6 separate regions of the Mus musculus genome follow, and regions 2, 3, 4, 5 and 6 are each linked to region 1. The links are chromatin contacts, called in public HiChIP or PLAC-seq and promoter capture Hi-C maps. All regions are on one chromosome and are shown on one strand. Each heading gives the region's core, a stretch centred on a gene start, on an enhancer-like site or on the middle of the called end of the contact. The rest is flanking DNA. Distances are from core to core; before and after follow the strand shown. Region 1 holds the start of Sp9 (trans-acting transcription factor 9). Region 2 overlaps Gm39849 (a long non-coding RNA gene). Region 3 has its middle 25 kb from the start of Gm39849. Region 4 has its middle 46 kb from the start of Gm39849. Region 5 has its middle 47 kb from the start of Sp3os. Region 6 has its middle 13 kb from the start of Gm39850.

What was found. Promoter capture Hi-C pulls out the DNA fragments that hold promoters and counts their contacts. HiChIP or PLAC-seq counts read pairs in DNA pulled down with a chosen protein or histone mark.
Region 2: a promoter capture Hi-C map of embryonic stem cells shows a contact between it and region 1, with 5 times the contacts expected there. The contact joins the enhancer-like site here to the promoter of Sp9 in region 1. A contact is called at or near these places in 10 of 39 promoter capture datasets (the C10 cell line, the HPC-7 cell line, embryonic stem cells and 5 more), 2 of 15 datasets of contacts at CTCF or cohesin (large pre-B cells and pro-B cells), 3 of 484 Hi-C or Micro-C datasets (adipose-derived mesenchymal stem cells, granulocyte-monocyte progenitors and uterus), 13 of 115 datasets of contacts at active chromatin or transcription factors (bone marrow-derived macrophages, craniofacial prominence, embryonic basal ganglia and 8 more) and 2 of 9 other capture datasets (embryonic stem cells and macrophages).
Region 3: a contact with region 1 is called in a promoter capture Hi-C map of liver, with 2.2 times the contacts expected there. The contact joins the enhancer-like site here to the promoter of Sp9 in region 1. A contact is called at or near these places in 10 of 39 promoter capture datasets (the 3T3-L1 cell line, the C10 cell line, the HPC-7 cell line and 6 more), 1 of 15 datasets of contacts at CTCF or cohesin (pro-B cells), 3 of 484 Hi-C or Micro-C datasets (the HL-1 cell line, regulatory T cells and reprogramming fibroblasts), 9 of 115 datasets of contacts at active chromatin or transcription factors (the 230-238 cell line, astrocytes, embryonic forebrain and 6 more) and 2 of 9 other capture datasets (liver and macrophages).
Region 4: a contact with region 1 is called in a promoter capture Hi-C map of liver, with 3 times the contacts expected there. The contact joins the enhancer-like site here to the promoter of Sp9 in region 1. A contact is called at or near these places in 8 of 39 promoter capture datasets (the HPC-7 cell line, HPC-7-derived erythroid cells, embryonic stem cells and 4 more), 1 of 15 datasets of contacts at CTCF or cohesin (pro-B cells), 1 of 484 Hi-C or Micro-C datasets (the HL-1 cell line), 9 of 115 datasets of contacts at active chromatin or transcription factors (the 230-238 cell line, craniofacial prominence, embryonic forebrain and 4 more) and 3 of 9 other capture datasets (adipose tissue, liver and macrophages).
Region 5: a contact with region 1 is called in a promoter capture Hi-C map of hematopoietic stem and progenitor cells, with 4 times the contacts expected there. The contact joins the enhancer-like site here to the promoter of Sp9 in region 1. A contact is called at or near these places in 17 of 39 promoter capture datasets (the 3T3-L1 cell line, 3T3-L1-derived adipocytes, the C10 cell line and 12 more), 4 of 484 Hi-C or Micro-C datasets (the G1E-ER4 cell line, granulocyte-monocyte progenitors, myeloid progenitors and 1 more), 15 of 115 datasets of contacts at active chromatin or transcription factors (VIP interneurons, bone marrow-derived macrophages, craniofacial prominence and 8 more) and 3 of 9 other capture datasets (adipose tissue, embryonic tail and macrophages).
Region 6: an H3K4me3 HiChIP or PLAC-seq map of embryonic forebrain shows a contact between it and region 1, with 4 times the contacts expected there. The contact joins the enhancer-like site here to the promoter of Sp9 in region 1. A contact is called at or near these places in 9 of 39 promoter capture datasets (3T3-L1-derived adipocytes, the HPC-7 cell line, HPC-7-derived erythroid cells and 6 more), 24 of 484 Hi-C or Micro-C datasets (B cells, the C2C12 cell line, the G1E-ER4 cell line and 17 more), 28 of 115 datasets of contacts at active chromatin or transcription factors (the HPC-7 cell line, the NIH/3T3 cell line, SST interneurons and 20 more) and 4 of 9 other capture datasets (adipose tissue, embryonic tail, liver and 1 more).

What each region holds. Positions count from the first base shown.
Region 1 is chr2:73,270,436-73,273,513 of GRCm38.p6, reverse strand. It overlaps Sp9 (trans-acting transcription factor 9), which reads right to left and starts at 1,588. Exons shown (of 2, transcript NM_001005343.2): 1 at 1,423-1,588; 2 at 1-389. The coding sequence starts at 1,443.
Region 2 is chr2:72,836,787-72,839,864 of GRCm38.p6, reverse strand. The region is part of intron 1 of Gm39849 (a long non-coding RNA gene); the gene reads left to right. Among named protein-coding and RNA genes, the nearest start is that of Gm39849, 23 kb to the left of the region's middle. Within about 2 kb of position 1,569, at least 81 of the 459 cell types and tissues checked have an H3K27ac peak or open chromatin away from gene starts, as enhancers often do. A contact at or near this core is called in adipose-derived mesenchymal stem cells, embryonic stem cells, memory CD8 T cells and 2 more, where this site is marked.
Region 3 is chr2:72,884,888-72,887,965 of GRCm38.p6, reverse strand. No RefSeq gene overlaps it. Among named protein-coding and RNA genes, the nearest start is that of Gm39849, 25 kb to the right of the region's middle. Within about 2 kb of position 1,510, at least 11 of the 459 cell types and tissues checked have an H3K27ac peak or open chromatin away from gene starts, as enhancers often do. A contact at or near this core is called in liver, where this site is marked.
Region 4 is chr2:72,906,667-72,909,744 of GRCm38.p6, reverse strand. No RefSeq gene overlaps it. Among named protein-coding and RNA genes, the nearest start is that of Gm39849, 46 kb to the right of the region's middle. Within about 2 kb of position 1,489, at least 48 of the 459 cell types and tissues checked have an H3K27ac peak or open chromatin away from gene starts, as enhancers often do. A contact at or near this core is called in extraembryonic endoderm stem cells and liver, where this site is marked.
Region 5 is chr2:72,930,438-72,933,515 of GRCm38.p6, reverse strand. No RefSeq gene overlaps it. Among named protein-coding and RNA genes, the nearest start is that of Sp3os, 47 kb to the left of the region's middle. Within about 2 kb of position 1,680, at least 24 of the 459 cell types and tissues checked have an H3K27ac peak or open chromatin away from gene starts, as enhancers often do. A contact at or near this core is called in craniofacial prominence, where this site is marked.
Region 6 is chr2:72,994,232-72,997,309 of GRCm38.p6, reverse strand. No RefSeq gene overlaps it. Among named protein-coding and RNA genes, the nearest start is that of Gm39850, 13 kb to the left of the region's middle. Within about 2 kb of position 1,464, at least 221 of the 459 cell types and tissues checked have an H3K27ac peak or open chromatin away from gene starts, as enhancers often do. A contact at or near this core is called in 3T3-L1-derived adipocytes, B cells, the C2C12 cell line and 27 more, where this site is marked.

The DNA of each region.
Region 1 (3,078 bases), core at 339-2,838:
ACCTTGGAGATGAAGGCCGACTGGCCGCCCGCCTCCTGCGGGGACACGCCGGCCGCCGCGGCCGCCGCCGCCGCCGAGTTGGAGAAAAGGCCGCCATAGTCGCTGCTGAAGGCGGACGACGTGGGGGACGTGGAGGCCAGGCAGAAGGCGCTGTTGGCGGCTCCCGAGCCACCCGCCAGGCTGCCCGAGCCGCGGCCGCCCGTGGCCACAGCGAAGCCGGAGAGACTGGAGCCGAGGTTGCAGCTGGACGAGGAGCGCTTCCAGGGGTGGAAGCCGCCTTTGGCGAAGGCGCTGGACTCGGGCAGGGTCGTCAGGGGGCTCGTGTTGCCGATCTTGTTGCAGGTCGCCGCCAGCATGGCCAACGGGGTCGTTCCGAAGCGTGGCTCTTCCTAGAGTGGGTGGGGTGAAGGAGGGAGCGAGGAGGAGGAGGAGGAGGGCAGGGAGAAGTGGGGGAAGACACAAAGTGCACCGGTGAGCAGCCTCGTTCCCCCCGCGCAGATCCCGGAGGGCCCTGGCACCCCGGCTCGCGCCTCCTCCCCGCACGCTGGCGGGGGACGCGCCGCGCCCCGCGCAGGACAGAGGCGACCACGAGCGAGTAGGAAAGTTGTTCCTCAGTGAGACTATAGATCAGAAATGCCTCGGTTTTCGCCACTTCGTTCGCTGCCACCCTTGTCTAGAATCAGACTTGGGTTGACGCCATAAGCCCGCTCATCTCCCAGAAGCTCCCAAGTCGCCCTTCCGGGTGTAGCACGAAGGTAAACACACACAAGAAATAACGGGTGAGGGCGGGGGGTGGTGGCCAAAACAGCCACCCAGTGCTGGAAGAAACTCTTAGAACATTCCTCGAATGAGTGGCTACGACTTGGCTATTTTCTTTTATAGTTCAGAAACGTAGTTTTGATATTTACACAACGCACACGATTACAAAAAGAATCCAAGTATAAGCGGCTTTCAAAGTCAAGGGCAAACTGGGGAGCCACGCTAATGTAAGTGTTTATTAATGTAACTTCGTGGCCTGCAAAACAAGACTTTCCAGAAAACACTGTAATGTAATGCAACAACCCCCAAACCAAGTGGCGGGGGGTGGGGTTGGGAGTGGGGGAGTGATGTTAAAATCAAGAAGGGAAGAAAAGAAACATTCGGCTTTGCCTCAAAAACCAGTTAAAAGGGAACTTGCTTAAGACATTCTTTTCTTGCAAAGGCAAAAGGTCCCAGGTTCCAATAACTTGAAAAGATCGGTTCCAGAAATGTAGAAAATGCTAAAAGGAAACCAGAGCTGTGGTATAGCAACAGTTTCTTGAGAGATTCTGGCCCAGAGAAGCCATAAGAAAACAAAACAAAAACAAAAAACCACCACCAACAACACAAAAACAAAACAAACAAAAATGAGCAAAGCCTTTGCAGCGAGTCTTTTTCACTTACCCCAAGTATAGACGTGGCCATAGCAGGTTTTGGGCTGCGCGGCGAGGCCCGGAGCGGTGTTAAGCCTGGCGGCTGCTGGGAATCACGATTCAGGTCCCGCGCGGCTCCCGCGTCCCGCGCTCGCGCCGAGCGGACTCTGGGCTCCCGCCGGCAAAACTCAGCCTAAGTGCGAGGAGCACCCGCTTTGAAGTGCCGCTGGCTGCGCCTCTCGCCCAATGAGGGCGCAGGCAGAGCAGACGGGAGCTGCCCCGCAGCCAATCAGACGCTCCGAGGGGCCCGAGCCCGGGCTCCTGGCGCGTGCCAGTCAAGTCTGCGGGCGTGGGTGGGAGGGGGGCGGGCTAGGGACAGAAGAAATTACAGTGCAATTAAAAATTTACACACACTCACGTACCAAGCCAGGTTTAAGTACTGTTGAGACCAAGCCGCAGGCCCCCACCACTCCCACCACCCTGGCCACCTTGCTACGTAGGGCTGACAGTCTTCACTCTCCACTTGTGGGAAAGAAGCAGGAGAGGGACACCCCGGCCTAGGGCACAAGCAGAAATGGTCTGCGTTCACTTTGTGTGTACACGTTGTTGCTGCGAAGAACTTGAACTTGTAGCCATCACTCTTGCGATGGATTTATCCTTGTCGTGGTCGTTTTCCCAGATTCCTGCTCCCACCGTACTCTTTTTATACTCAGAGTCCTATTGAGCAGAGGGCGCAAAGGACAGCTGGGCCTCTCCAGGCAGGTCTACACCCACAGACTTGTTAGGAGAGCCCAGAGCCTGCTGCATCCCGCCATTTCCCTCCAGCGGTCTAAGTGACTTCCTAATTGTCGCTCTGGCCTCTGACCCAGGGGGTAATACAAGTGCCTATCACACCAGAAGCTCCTGGTGGTAATTGAGGGCACCCTTTGTATGGCTTCGCCAGCGCCTAGATACCAGGTTAACCCAGTTGTCAAATATGACTAAACAGTGGGACGTGCTGATTATCTGCCAGGTTTTTCTGGGGGCTGGCGTGGGGGTGGGAAGCATCAGCCCATACAACACTCTGCACGAAGCCGCTTATTTTCACATTGTAACAACTTTGGAAACGGAGACCGGCGCGAGCGGCGTCCGCCCCCCCACCGCCACCCCCGCCGAAGCTGCAGCTTGCACCGCTGTTTGTTTAACCCGGTGGAGATTTGCATGTCGGATTTCAGGTTGAAGTCGAGTTTTAGGGGATGTTTATAGAGTCATTTTTCTTGCTTCAGATTCAAACTATCTCCACTGCAGACTGCTAGGGCCTAGAAACTCCGTCTTCAGGGCCAAGGGACTCCAAAGGAAGGCTCATCTTCATCAGGCACCCTGCTGACACAGCCTTTGGAGGACCTCTCCGGAGCCTTCACCGAGAGAGTCTGCGAAAGCCAGGCCACACGTGGGCGCCTCCGCCTTCTGCAAGCTGGAAGCATCTTCAAAGCCTCTCTGGACCTTGGTGTAAAAAGAGGTGTCCTCACGCATCGCAAGGCGCCGCCGCTGGAGGGTTTCCTGTTTCTGGGCATTACTTTTGTCTTTTCCAGGGTAGCCAGAGGCAGCTTTTGAACTAGAAATACCAGCGCCCTCAGGCAGGTCTGGATACTTAAACGTGTAAGCACGTCCCCCCTCCAAACCACATCCTGCTTTTTAAAATAATAAC
Region 2 (3,078 bases), core at 320-2,819, 430 kb after region 1:
TTGACACCATCTGGCTTCTCTCCATTGGCCTTTCCTGAATTGCTCTGCTTGGCCTCAAACTAACTCTAGCAATCTGCTCTAATCTTCTGGTTCCTTCTCATTCTCTGGCTCCTTCTGTCACTGCAACCTATCTCTATAACTAGCCCAGTAAAATGCTCTCCTCCCCCCCCCCCACACACACACCGCACTGCTCTCTCTCTCTCTGTTTTTTTCTTTTTCTTAAAAAAAAAGTATTTTTATTTCATTTATATGAGTGTTTGCTTGCTTGGTGGTGCCCACAGGGGCCAGAAGACAGTATGAGATCCTCTAGAACAGGAGTTATAGGTGGGTGTTGGGAATCAAATCCTGGTCCTCTGGAAGAACAGCCAGTACATTTACATGCAGAACCACCTGCCCATGCCCACTCCAAATTTCATGCCACATTCCCATGCTTTACTCCTAATGAATTCTGTAACATTCAGTACAGCTCGCACAATTTACTGTAGCTACACAAAGCAACACCAAAAATTTGCACGGCTCTCTTAAGCAGCCTCCCTTTCCTCTCCTTGTGAGAGTTGGGCACGTCCTATTCTGTCAAATCTTTCTCTGGTTTGTCACTTTGCCTGCCACTCAATTGTACATCACTTTCAAACATGAGTGCTTCCTTCTACAAACTAACTTTACTTTCATTGTTTGGGATTAAAGGTGTGTGCTAAGGCTGAGCCACATCATAACTAGAAACAGCTATTTTTTTTTTTTCTGTAAAAAACAATGTTGGGGTTCACCTTGTGATCAAATATCCTGCAACAGGTTAGAATCCATGATGGTGGAGCAAAGACATAGTGGCAAGTTCACACCTTGATCCCCAGGGAGAGAACTCAGGGAATGCCCTGAGTGTTTTGAAACCTTGAAGCCTGTCCCAGTAACACACCTCCTCCAACCTGGCTAAACTTCCTAATCCTTCCCAAATAGGCCCACCAATAGAGACTAAGTATTTAAATGTATGAATGGCTGGAGGTAATTCTCAGTCAAACTATCCTCCCCCACCCCCACCCCCGTTGTCAATCAAGGAGCAAGACATGAAAGGCACACATGAACCTGGCCTGAGTTACAATACCAGAGAGTAGTGGAACTGGGACCACCTTAATGCAGTTAGTGCCAAACCAGGTCCTTAACTGTTGCACTGTTACACACAGCCCAGCATTGTTGTTTAGGTTTTGATACATGCTAAAGAAAACCATTGTAAGCTTGGACACGGTTCAAAGCTGTTCAACCCAGCTTTACATTTTCTTCAAGGTAGAACACGGTTGTTTGCCTTGGAGTCAAAGAAGGCGTGGTCTGGGTTCTTTAAGATTGAGTGCTTTAAGTCCTTGTCACAGTGACAGGAATTACAACAGGGAAACTCTGAGCTCAGAGAGAGAGAGAGAGAGAGAGAGAGAGAGAGAGAGAGATTTTATTACCCCTAAGAAGTTGTTCAATTCTAAGTGTGGGTGGGATAACTATTTTTAATGACTCATTCCTTCACCCCAAGTGATGTCACTTGTTTGACCTTGTTTACACAGTCTAAGAAGGTCATTCACAGGTCAGCCAATCCTGGCCTGCCACATCCTCAGACAATGAGACTGTGATGGTGAGAGTCGGGGTTTCCCCAGTTATTATCTGGCTTGCTAAATTTGCATTGGTTCTTCCCACTTTTGCCCACAGCACCTCACGTTTCCTGCAAACATAGGCGACTTGGTATGTTTTTCCTCCATGCTAAGCAAAAGCCATGAAGTATGGATTTTCCTTCAGTGACTGCACTAGAGAAACTTCCCTTAAGGGTTCAAGTGAAGCTGGTGGAAGTATTATCCAGTCTATCATCTTCCTGGAAAGGTCTCCACTGATTTTTATTAGACACACGGGCTGAATTCCTTCAGGCATGCTTTTTATTCTGGTCACAAGATTGGATTTGTTTAGTGTTTGATTTTCACGGTCTTTAAAGCATTTGCACGGTAGCAATGGGAAGGTGTGTGAAACCTGACAAAGCATCAGTCTTCACAACGCTGGGATCTACCTGCACCCAGGATTAAGTCTACCTGACCAGGCTAATCAGAGTCTTGGTTGTAACTGCTAAAGTTAAAAAAAAAACAACAGAAAAACTATGTATCTCCCCTCCCCTGAAGGCTCCCCCACCCCCACCCCTCTTTCTGGTTTCCTGACCTCTGTGGGTATTCCAAATGAAATGTATGTGTCTAAAGCGTCAAAGCTAACACCTACAAATGAAAGAAAGCAAGGGACACTTGGCAGGGATACTTAACTCAGAATGATTGTTTCCAGCTGTATCCTTTACCTGTGAGCTTCGAAATTTCATCTTTCTTAATAGCTGAAAAATATTCCAGTGTGTAAATACGCCACATTTTCATTATTCATTCATTGAGACTGTAAGAGCCAGAAGTGGCAGATGAATACAAGGTAACAGTATGGGCAGCTGCACATATGACAGTGACACAATGTTGCTCCTGTTGTGTCTGGAAGACAGTTTTCTTGGAGCCATCCTCCACCTCTGGCTCTTCCAATCTTCCTGCCTCCTTCTCCGCATAGAGTTCTGAGCATCATAGGCAAGTAATTGCAGTGACAATCCCCAGACGACTAAATGCGATGTGAGTCCTGCTTGTCCCCCATAATGCTGTGAAAATGATGAGTTACTGAGTAGAGCACTTGGAGAGACTTGTCATTTCAGTTAATTAGCTACTCACTTTAAAATCAGTTCTTTGAGAAGTTGCATACAATGGGTTTTGATCAGATTCACTTCCCCAGTGACTCCTCCCAAGTTATCCTTACCAAACCAGCTTTGTGTTCTCTTCTCTCCCATTCACCCCATCCAGTTTGTGCTGCCTTTGTTTTCTTAGACACATGCCCTTCCAATGAAGCATGGTTGGCTTATCATAAGCAAGAGACTTTTTCTTTTTATTTACTGCTGAATTCTTCCATATCTTTTTTAATTTATTTTTTCTCATACAATATATTTTGATCGTGTCTTCCTCTCTCCTAGTCCTAGATCTCCCTACCTCCTTACCCATCCACTGAACTTCATGTTCTCTTTCTCCCTCTCTCACAAAA
Region 3 (3,078 bases), core at 261-2,760, 390 kb after region 1:
TCAAAGATCTACACCTGCCTTTGCTTCCAAGTGTTGGGATTAAAGGTGTGTGCTGCCCATTCATTTGGTTTTTAAGGATCCCAGCATTGTGGAATGCATTTACTTTTTGCTTATTCTTTCCTAAGAGGAGATAGTCTTGTAATTTTCAATGGATTTCACAAAGGTTAGTGTCTTGGTTTATTTTTGTTGCTATAACAAAACACCAGAACTTGGGTACTTCACCAAAACAGAGGTTTATTTAGCTTATTGTTCTGGAAGCTGGGAAGCCTAAGAGCATGGCACCTAGCTGTTGTTTGGTATGGAATGTCTTGCTATATCATGTTGTGGCAGACATGGGAAGACAGAACAGGCATGCCAGAGAAAGGGCTTTGCTGTGTCAGACACTTGGGGTCACCCCTGCTGACTGATCATGGGGACAGCTCACCTCTCTAAGCTTCACCTTACACCCCATAAGTGGGGTGATGGTGGGGTCTACTTCATGAGATTATGGGGATTATGGGATTAACATGGGAAAGAGATTTAGAATTCTACTTGATCTCTGACCAGTCCAATAAAAGTTCTTTTGTGTTTAATGGTCTCTTCTCTCACATCTTCAGCTCAGTAAGGAAATAACAATGTTGCCCTCAAGACCTTGCGACCTATTTTTCTTGTCAATGTTTTATAGCAAGATTTTGCTCCCTTTTCTTGGGGACCACATTCTCAAGGTCACTGGTGACCTTGTCTACTCAGGTTCTTTCTATCTTCAAAACCAAGGTGACTCAGGGCCCTCATGGCTCTTCGAGCTATACTGAAGCTTTTCAGTGGCTCAGGGCCCTACCCTTAGCATCTCCACTGCTTTATCCCCACTGGTACTGGAGAGCTCTCTACAAGGCAGGCCTGACCAGGCCCCACTCTTGTGCTTCCTCCAGCTGCAGTCCCTGTCAACAGGAGGCTCTCAACCTCTTTCTCTGAGCTTGTTGCCCTGTTTCTCCTCCTTTTCTGGGGATATTTTAGGTTCCTTTGTGTCTTAGGGTTTTACTGTTGTGAACAGACACCATGACCAAGGCAAGTCTTATAAAGGACATTTAATTGGGGCTGTATTACAGGTTCAGAAGTTCAGTCCATTATCACCAAGGTGGGAAGCGCAGCATCCAGGCAGGCATGGTGCAGACAGAGCTGAGAGTTCTGCATCTTCATCCGTTGGCTGCTAGTGGAAGACTTGCTTCCAGGTAGCTAAAATAAGGATCTTAAAGCCCACACCCACAAGGCCACACCTCCCACCAGTGCTACTCTCTGGACCAAGCATATGCAAACCATCACACTTTGGCACCTGGGTTGTTGCTGGTTTTTTTTTTTTTTTTTTTTTTTTTTGTGCATATCTTTTTCTTCCTTCCAACTTGGTTTCTGTCTAGGTGACCTTCGGAATTCACCTGTTTATGCTTGTCCTGAGCAGGTATCCTCTGACAGATCCTCATCAGAGCCTCTGCTGAGTCATTGCTAGGGAGAACGTCCTCTTGGGCTTCCTAACTGGCTCTCTCAGTTCCCATTTAACAGTGTACTTTGGTCTTCTGCTCTTCTGTTTACACCTGTCTCCCTATGAACCTTAAGTTTTCCTGGCTTCAGGACAAAGAGGGCAAAGGGTACATTCAGTGTGCCCTGACACCCAGCTTGGAAAGAAAATGGCAAGGACCATAAAATGAGAGGCTGACAACTTGTTTTTGTGTCACAACAGGACCCCGATAAGACAGGAAATGGTGGATTGTGAGCTGGTATAGAAAATGATTCAATCAGTAGTCTACAAAATGAATACTGTGAGTTGGGAGAGAGAGTAGATGAAGTGACCACTTTCCTGATGGTATAGACCACCTCCTGGTTCAGCCAATGATGAGCTGAGGATGACCAATCACAATAAAGATTATGCTATGCAGTGGCCCTCACTTCCCATTCTTATAAAACCCACTGAACTCAATATCACTCTTAGGAGGTCTTTCCTACTTTACCTTTGTAAATCTATTTCTGGCTTACTTTTTGAGTTTCCATGTTATTCCTGGGTATGAGGCAATGAACTTGGAAGCCACTGGCTTGAGGTGACTGTTCACCCTAGCTGTACTCCAGATCCCCAAGTTACGGTCATCAAGAGCAGAGAAGGGCTCTTAAGAAGCCAGATATAGTCATGGATTGGGGGTGGTGTTAATGTCACCATATAATCGTTTCTTTTCATAAATGCTTTATTTTTGTTTTTGCTTTAAACAGGGTATTTGCTATGTATATAGCACGTGCTGTTTGTGAACATGTGTTCCTCCTGCCTCCCAAATATTTGGATTACAGCTGTGAAACTTTACATCTAGGTTTCATGTTTTATATTTGTAGCATGTAGTTTGCTACCTGGGAATGGGCTGTACTACCAGCCCCCACCTGGTTCCCTCTGATTTGTAGCTAACAACAAAACAACAACAACAACAACAACCACCACCACCACCACCACAACACACACACACACACACACACACACACACACACACACACACACACGCCAGTTAATCTTAAAATGCCTTTGCTAATACAATGACTGGGCACTGCTAAACCTCTCCTGCCACTCTAGGCATAATTGAATAGAGTTGCCATTGGCCCCTCCAACCGAAAATTCACATTGCTGGTTGGCTTTATCTCTTACAGCTACTCCTCCTTCTCCTTCCCCAGCTCTCTCAATTCTTCCTCCATCCTCCTGCGCAACTCTAAGTGTTCCACCCCATCCTCAGTCATTGGTCACTGGTATCTTTATTGATGGATCAAGAACCAATTGGGGAATAGGACCTTATCATCAGAACCAACTCCTACATTTCACCTTTTCTGTCTAATAAAAGAAAAGAAAAGAAAAACCTCTTCTCCCAGACATAAATTGAACAAAACCATAACAATCATGCAAATCACAAAGTATGATATACAATTAACATCAAGTTCACCATATTTGACAACTAGATAAAGTATTCTACCCTCATCCTTAACAAAGAATTATGATTCTATTCCTGGATTATGTTTAGATTTTAGCCTGTAACACCATTTAAAAACCATGTCTTCCACTCTATAACCTCTTTAAAT
Region 4 (3,078 bases), core at 240-2,739, 360 kb after region 1:
TGTCTATACAAGAAAGCTGAAAGGACTCTAGCCAGCCCAAGCATGACAAACATGGCTCTGGCAAGCCTTGTCCTTCCCCTGTTTCCTCTGCCTTGCTAAAAACCCTAAGGTTACAGTCTTAAAGCTAGCCACCAAGGTCTATTCCCTCATTTGGCCACTTCCTCCTCCTGAAACTGACCACCAAGGTCCAGCTATCAAAATATTGAAATCTAGCAACCAAAAGCCCTCTTTTGCTCACCTACTTAGTAACATGCCCGATCAAAACAAACCAACTCATTCTAACATGGGGTTTCCCTTTACAAACTGCTATTTTCCTATGGGCCGCATCTGTCTCCTCTCTATCCAGGGGCAGTCCTTTGTCCTCTGGGACAATACCTCTTCCTCCCTCTCCCTTGTTCCCTTCTCATCCTCTATCTCCTGTCTTTGTCTCTGATTCCCTGCCCTTTGTTCCTTGGGGGCAATAAATCTCCTTTGTGCTGAGACCTTGGTCTTGGGGTGTCTTGTGCCAGTTCTAACCAGTCCTTCCAAAACGTGTGTGTTGTCACTGTGGTGAGTCACTTGCTCATTACTAATCTTAACCCTGACTTGGTAGATGCCTAATGTCTTGCTAAAGTCTAATATTTTGGTTTTGGTTGATAACCAATGTTAGCTCGCATGTATTCTTCTGAACATGATCTTTAAGTGTTGGGCAACATGCGTGCCTGGAAGGACCCCCGAAGTTCACAGATTCCTAAATTAGTGATTGGCTAAGGTAACAAGATGGCTAGAGAAAGAAAGATGCTGGGCTTAGCTCCCCATCGCTGCTCACAGCAAGTGGGGACTTGTACTTTCATTCTAGGCTTTACTGAAACCTCAGCCAAAAGCTTATGATAAGTATTCATCAAATTAAATGCGAGTGTGAGGGGGGGGAGTGGGGGGTGGGAACCAGAGTCAGAAGGTCCAGGCAGAGGTGCAAACAGACACACAGTACAGGAAGATGAATCCCAGAGCGGTGTGTAGAGCAAGAAATGGGGTGTGTGAGAAGAAACAGGCATCTGTATTCAAACTTCAATTATGATGTGTAGAGTCGTTTTTTCCAGTGAGCAGGGTCACAATTACGTCATACTTAACACGTGGATAGTCACATGTCCTGCGCTGCTGGCTAACACACTTGTAGAAGCCACAGGGCCCTAGCCCAGGACAGGCGCTCTACAGAGACCCGCAGGGTTCTCCTGCTGCTCTGGCTGCTTTTCAGGTATCTTACATCCCACGTGGGTCCAGTTATGTGGATCTCTGGCTCTGATCCTTCAGTTTAAGGACAGCCTCAGGAAAGGCGGGTTAGCGGCTGAGTAACGTTCTGCCAGGAGGTTGCTGCTTTGCTCCTCACAGTTAGCTATATTGTCTTCGGGCAAAAGTCTACGGCGAAGCCGGTCCTACTCAGAGGAACCCTGAACTGTACTGTGTTTGTTTACGCCTCTACCTGGACTCGTGGTTTTCCGCAACCCTTGTGTTTATTTTGATGAGGTAAACATTGACTTTTGGCAGCGATCTCAGTAGGTGAAAGTCTGGGCTGTGGCTCAGCAGTGGCCTGCGTGCTGAATATTTGTAAGGCCCTGGTGTAAGGATCTCTAGTGAAAAAAAAAAAAGCAACAGCAACATATACCCAAACAAACCCACAAAATTATGAGATAAATACAAGGGTCTAATCTAATTCTGTCTGACGGTGACACTTTGAAACAAGGATCTTGTATGTACCCTATGGTTTAAGGCTGAACCTTGGCCTCTGTGGGTTATGTTTAACAGGTGATAGTTAAGGAACACAATTACAATTAAGAAACTAAACATTGTAATTCTCTAGGGGATTGTTCTTAAAATAGTGGAAAAAAAATTCTTTTAAAGTTTTGAGACCCCTGATAAGAATATAAAGCCATATATTTAAATTCCAAGTTTGACTTCAGGACTCCTATAGTTAAACATTTTTAAAACTACATTTAAAAAATGTAATGTGTGTGTTTGTGAATGTGAGTATATATGCCTGTGTCTATGTATCTCTGTATAGTTGTGTGTCTGTGTGTTTGTGTGTACGTGTGTGTCTGACACACAGGCCATTAGCCTTGATGGCAAGTGTCCTTACCTACTGAGCCATCTTGCTAGCCTCTCTAAACATTTTTTTTTTTAAACATGAAAGGGAGGGACTTACATCTTGTGTGTATGTGAGTGTGTTTGTCTCTGTGTGTTTATGTGTGAGAGTATGTGTGTGAGAGAGTATGTGTGTGTGTGTGGTGTGTGTGTGTGTGTGAGAGAGAGAGAGTTTGTGTGAGAGAGAGATAGTGTGTGCGTGCGTGCGTGAGTGAGAGAGAGAGAGAGAGAGAGAGTACTGGAGTGGGTTGTGGAGATAGAGTGTGGAGGTCGGAGGGTGATATTTAGGAATTCATCTGGGTCACAGGGATTGAACTCGGGTCATTAGCCTTGGTAGCAAATATCTTTACCTACTGAGCCATCTTGCTAGCCCCTCCAAACAGTTTTTAAAACATGAAAGGGAGGGAGGGAAGGAGGGAGAAACAGATTCGAAAGACTTAACTCTCGTGTTTAGAAATTATGAACATACTGTGTTTTCAAGAAAAGGAAAGCTTATCTTATGAAAGGAAAAAAGAAATGATGGGGCCGGCCCGTGTGGACCAGGGCATTGGACGGAGCTGTGTTCCTGGCTTTTCTCAGTGGTGTATGTATCTTAGTAGTTTAGTGTGATTGCTTCGTTCGGCTCCTGGGGGCCCGGCTGGCCGGCCAGTGTGGGCTGCTGTTACTCTAAATGCCTCCCGAGAGAATTAGCATCTTTGCTTTTAGGTAAATTTACATCCACATGGCTGAGTTCTCACTGTTACACCATAATGAGTGACAGATGTGAGGGACTTGGCTTCAGATTCCAACCAGGGTCCCTTGTCCTTCTGCCTGGCATAGACATTGTCACTGCATCCTGTCCCTTTTCTCTGCTCTGGTTTCTCCAAATCTGTAACAAATTGTCACAATAATATTGCATAAGAATATATCAGTCCATCCATAGATTTCCTTATAACTTTTTAATATCAGTTTTTTTTTCTG
Region 5 (3,078 bases), core at 431-2,930, 340 kb after region 1:
GGTGGAGGGCATCACAGGCAACCATGTGTTGCCTACTGCCTGAGTAGTTAGAGACTTGCTAAAAAGACTGGTGGTTGAGGGTGTGGGAAGAGAGGAGAGACGACAAAAAGAGTCTTAAAGGTTAGGAGCTGATCGGTGAATTTTAATATCGGAGAAAAGCTTCCATAACAAATAATTTAAAAATCAAAATGAAATTAAGTTACCATCCATCATATAATTTCCTTATAACATTTGTAAGTTTTAAAGACATTTTTTAGTCTAAAATCCCCACAATATATGTATTTTAAAACATTTCAGGCTGGTTGTGACATGGCTTTAACCTCAGCACCCAGGAGGCATAGGCAGGCAGATCTGAGTGCAAGGTCAGCCAGGGGCTGAACAGTGAGATCCTTCCTGTTTCAAAACAAAAGTTTCATCTTTTGCGACACTTACAATCAAACTTGGGGCCTTGAGTATACTACGCAAGTACTTTGCCATTAGGCCACATCTCCAGCCTTAAAGCTGGGTAATCTTTCATAATTTTTATTTTGTTTTATGTATTAACTTGTATTAATAATTTATTTGTCTTGGGGGTAAAGAGCTGTTAAGAGAACTGGCTGTTCTCACAAAGGACCTTGGTTTGATTCCCAGTATCCACAGTGGCTCACAGCCACCTGCATTTGCAGTTTCTCTGTGCACTGCCCCATGTGGTGCACCTACACACAAGCAAAAGTGGATTACACTGGAATGGGTGGGCTTGCCTCAGGTGAGTAGTTAGGGAATTCTTATCCTCGTCCCCTACATAGAATTTGTAGGCGCAGTGACATTCTTCCCTTCTGCCATTTGAGCACATGTTCTATGCTTAGCACTTAGGGTAAAATGATGGTTATTTCATGATTTCTATTCTAAGCGCTCTGGTTAGTCCTAATGATAGGACTACAATTACCCTTCTGATTTTAACAAAATTCTCTGTGGTTTCTCTAGTTTCATGTGCTTGTTTCATTATAACAGTACAGTCCCTTTATTTCAAGTTAGGAAAAGGCTAGTTTTGTTTCCCTCTCTCCTTGAACATGATCCTTTAAGAGTTGGAGCATAACTCTGCTAAGTGTCCACAGATGTGGCATCTGGAATGTCTACCCCCAAGCAGGGAGAGCCTAAGTGTAGCCCTGAGGCAGCTTGCTTGGCACAGTTCATATGGACACCTAGTAAACTTTTATGACATTCACAGAACTAACAGAGGGCCTTCCTTGTTCCTTTCTGGTGTTGAACTTGAGGGTTACTTGATAGGCCAAATTCAGGAAGAAACAATACCAAAAAAAAAAAATTGCTTTGGAGGTTTGTTACTGGCCAAAATCTAAATCTCTCCTTGGGAATCATTGAGTCAGCCCTGAAAGGGAAAATAGGAGCTCTGGAGCTACAGTGTGTCACAAACCTACGTTTCAGTCAGTTGGAGAAGAGGAAAAGGGGATCTACCTTTGAAGATCGTGCAGATGCCGTGTACAAAGGTCAGTAGGTGTAAATGCCACCTGAACCAAGCTGTGCTGCCTGGGCACTGTATGGTGGTTCCTTTTCTGAAGGGTTTCTGGGACATTTGTGTTTTCCAGAGTGAAAGTTTAGGATGTGGAAGGTGTATGGGTGGGCAGAGGCTGAGAGGCGGAGTTAACTGCATTGGCTGGCATGGAGGAGGCCAGTGGCATAGGATGTGATGTACTGGACAGTGGCGTAGGATGTACTGGATGGTGGTGGGCTTGAGCCTCAACTCTTGGCATTGCATCTCCTGACCACCTAGATGTGAAGAATTTTGCCTGCTGCCTGCAGGAAGTCTTACGATGGCTCCAACCTGGCCTTTTGGTTTCCCATCCACTGTGGTCTTTGTTCTTGAAGCTTTCCCAGCAACTCTGAGAGCTAATAGCAAAGCAGTCTGCAAGTTTAAATTCCTCTCCTAATCAGCTCCAAAGAGCAGGCAGAGAGTAATGGGATCATGGTTTCCCTCAAGTTGCAGGCACTCCCACCCCCAGCTACAGAGGGGCTCTGTCATGCCCATCACTGAACTCTTAAGAGTCAGCAGCAGCAGGTTGGTAACTCCTTTGTTGTTTGTTTGTTTTTAGCAACTCTCTCCTGCCTTAGTCTCCATTGACCTACCAGCAAGCAGCTAAGTGAGAGGTTTGGCTTGTGGTATTATCACCATGTCTCAGCTTCATGGCCAGCTTTTGAAAGAATTACCAACACACTCTACTTCTTCTGGTCATAACAGTTCACTATACCTTCTAGTTTCTGCTCTGTATTCCATTGGAAATGCTATTGAAGTCAACAGTGGCCTAACTAAATCACTAAACTACAAACCACTTAAACCTTGGAATCCTGCTATCATGTGGGGTGTCCCGATGAGGTGGCTTTTCTCCCCATGGAAGTGACCTACTTCCAGCTAAGATGCTTTCCTCAAGTTTCCACAGCTTCCAGAGCGGCACTCCCAACCGATGACCACACATTTGAAATATGAGTTTGCTGGGGTGGTGGTGGTGGCACACACCTTTAATCCCAGCCCCAGCACTCAGAAGACAGGCAAGTGGATTTCTGAGGTTGAGGCTAGTCTGATCTACCAAGAGGGTTCCAGGATAGCCAAGACTACATAAAGAAACCTCCTCGGGGCAGTAGGAGAGAACAAAACATGACATATAGAGAAATCTCATATTCAATTTACAATTACTTTATTACTTTTTGTTGTTTAGCCATTCACCAACTGATGGACTTTTGGGGTGTTTCCATCCTATTGTCATTGTGACTACGACTGCTATGTATATTTACATATTTACTATATATTAAATAAACTTATATATTTATACAAGAATTTATTTGAATTCCTGTTTTAACGTCTTGGAAATACACTTAGGAGTAGAATTGCTAGATCTATTGTGCTCTTGGACCCTGTTTCCCCCACCCCCCACCCCCAACAGGGTTTCTCTGTGTAGTTCTTGCTGTCCTGGAACTCACTCTGTAGATCAGGCTGGCCTTGAACTCAGAGATCTATCTGCCTCTGCCTCCCAAGTGCTGGGATTAAAGGTGCCCTGCCCCCAGCTGTGCTATTGATTTTAAATGAAA
Region 6 (3,078 bases), core at 215-2,714, 280 kb after region 1:
ACCTAAAACCAGCACCTGGCACCTCTTGCCTATCTAGCCCGCATGGAGCCAACTCCAAAGCTCTTGTACTGCTGCCAGGCCACACCCACCTCTGAGGCTGGGCCGTCTTCCTGTTTGCTCTCTCTCCTACAGGCAGGTTCAGGCTTCTCTTTCTCTTTCAGAACAGAGCTCCCATAATCCGATGGGCGGACTCTTTCACGAAGCTCCTATATTAATAGCTGTATTTTAGTCCCTCCCAACCTCTGTCCCAGCTTGGTCTGTGCTTTATGAGACATTTCCCTGAGGTGTGTCCATGCTGCGAGACGTACACATCTGCACCAGGACACAACATGCTTGGTGCTCTGTGTCCCTCACAAAAGGCATGATGGTTTATATACCTACGTTCACAACCAAGTAAAAAGAAAAGAGAGGAAAACAGTGGGTGATAGTACCTGCCTAGTATTTCCTAACCAGGTAAATTAATAGAGCAGACCACCATCCGTTATAAGGAGTGTATTTTAAGTGCAGCGTGGGCAAGGAAATGTGGTTAGTTGTTTTCATAGAAAGTAGAAAGGCCTAGCAAGTCTAAATGATTTATAATTAATCAGTTCTCTCATCTGATAATGAGGTAAATGTGTTATATTGGAAACTGAGGTAGAAAGAAGACGGACAAGACAGACTTCCTCCTCCCCTCAGAGGCTATAATTAGGAGAGATATGATATGCATATTCCTAGCGAAAGCATTAGGGAAAGGTGAGGTGTCCCAAGGATTGCAGTGATTTCAGGAAGGAGACACTGGGTTTTGGCTGGGGAGGAGGCAGAAGCTTTGGAATCAGGCTTGGAGTGTGTGGTGGGGGTGGGGAATCCATATTTCTCATGTAACTGTTGTCTTGGCAGGTTAAGGTAAAAATCATATTCACGGGAAGGGCAGCATTATTATCTGGCTAATTCCTGCCATAGAAACATTTACATGATCTTACAAAAATCTATTCACTAATGTTTTTTTTTGGCAGCCACCAGGGCAGTCATTGTTAATTGTCACACTCTCCTTATAACCTGAGGAAACTCACAGAAAAGGAGACACACACCCTCAGTAAGCTGTGTGTTGTTCCAGGGATTCATAGATCCCTGGGCCTGTTCTTGAACTGCCCAGGGTCTGTGGTCATTATTAAGAAGCCCTGACAGCAGGCAGCCCCTAAAGTATGAAAGCGTTCACCGAGCAGGCTCAACCCTAGAGTCTTGGAGCTTATTTGCTCTGAACGTTTAACACGCCTGTGAGGTCTAATGTGTACAGCTAGTCCAAGGGCTGAGTCTGACGCTGAAGTGGTGTCATTGGCTCCTGTGCACCTCTGGGTGGACAGGGACCAGGAGACAGAGAGTGAGAGAACATGAGAGTGAGGGCTTTCGAAAAGGAGGGACATACTTGTGCAGGAAGCCATTGTTTTTCAAAGTTTCCCTGGTGACTCTGAAAACTGAGTCCCCACACCCACTGCCTCAGGATGTTATTTTCTGTGAGCCTCCTCCATCCCTCCTGCAGAGAGACTTCTGGCAAGTCCCTCAGACATGCCCAGACGCATTCTGTATGCTGGCCTGGAGCCCAGCTTCAGCCTGGGCTGCAATCCTCCTGTTCCCCTTGCATGCTGCATTAATATTGAAAGTGGATGGCAACTTGAGGTCCCCGGCAAGGGAATGAAGGCAGCTGACATGCTCAAGGAAATATGTCTGTAATGCAGTTTTACCGAGCCAGATCTGGGCCGGGGCCTTCTGCAGTCGGTCAGGGGTGCAACCTGGGGTTCCTGGAGGAATGTTAGAGTGTTTCTAATTTGTTGCTTTAGAATTAGACCCACTTCTAGGACAATGTACTAAGTGACACAAGTCAGGCATAGAAAGAGAACTACTGTGTGATCTCACATGTAAGTGAGGATGCTGGTCAAATAGAAAGGGAAGAATGCTGGTTATTAGGGGCTGAGGCAGGAAGAGGAGGGGAGACACTGGCTAAAGTGTACAAAGTCTCGATTAGATTGATTAGATGGGTTAAGTTAAGGCTCACTGTACAGTACGGTGACTTATTAATAACAAGGACTGCTTACTTGAAGATTGCCAAGACAGTAGATTTCAACATTTTTTTTTAAGACAGGGTTTCTCTGTGTAGCCCTGGCTATCCTAGAACTCACTCTGTAGACCAGGCTGGCCTTGAACTCAGAAATCCACCTGCCTCTGCCTCCCGAGTGCTGGGATTAAAGGCGTGCACCACCACTGCCAGGCTCAACATTTTTTTTTTTTCCGAGACAGGGTTTCTCTGTATAGCTCTGGCTGTCCTGGAACTCACTTTGTAGACCAGGCTGGCCTCGAACTCAGAAATCCGCCTGCCTCTGCCTCCCGAGTGCTGGGATTAAAGGCGTGTGCCACCACGCCCAGCTTCAACATTTTTTATTACATTAGAAAAAACTAATCTGGGGCCTGGTGAGATGGCTCAGCCGGTAAGAGCACTGACTGCTCTTCAGGAGGTCCTGAATTCAAATCCCAGCAACCACATTGTGGCTCATGACCATCCGTAGTGACATATGACACCCTCTTCTAAAGACAGCTACAATGTACTTACATATAATAAACAAATTCTTTTTAAAAAAAGAAAAAAGAAAAAACTAATCTATGTGTGTGTGTGTCCTTCACTTCTTCCACCATGCTGGGGTTCGGGGGGGAGGAGGGCTTAGCTCATTAGTCTTAGCAACAAGTACCTTTCTCCACTGAACCATCTTGCCAGTTCTATGTCTTAATATTTTAAGTGTTCTTAGTTACTTAAAAAAGGATAAATATATAAGGTAATACATATGTTAGTTTATTTACTCATTATCATACCATGATATATACATATTTCAAAACATGATGGTATACACCATTAGTATATACATTTTGATCAGTTTGTGTTTCTTCTTTTTTTTTTTTTTAGGTATTTTCCTCGTTTACATGCCACATTTTTTTTTTTTTTTTTTTTTTTTTTTTTGTGACAGGATCTCTCAATGAATCTGGAGCTTGCTGTTTTGGTTAAACTGGCTGGCTAGAACATTCTGGAATCCAGTTCTTCTGTCATGCTGGGGT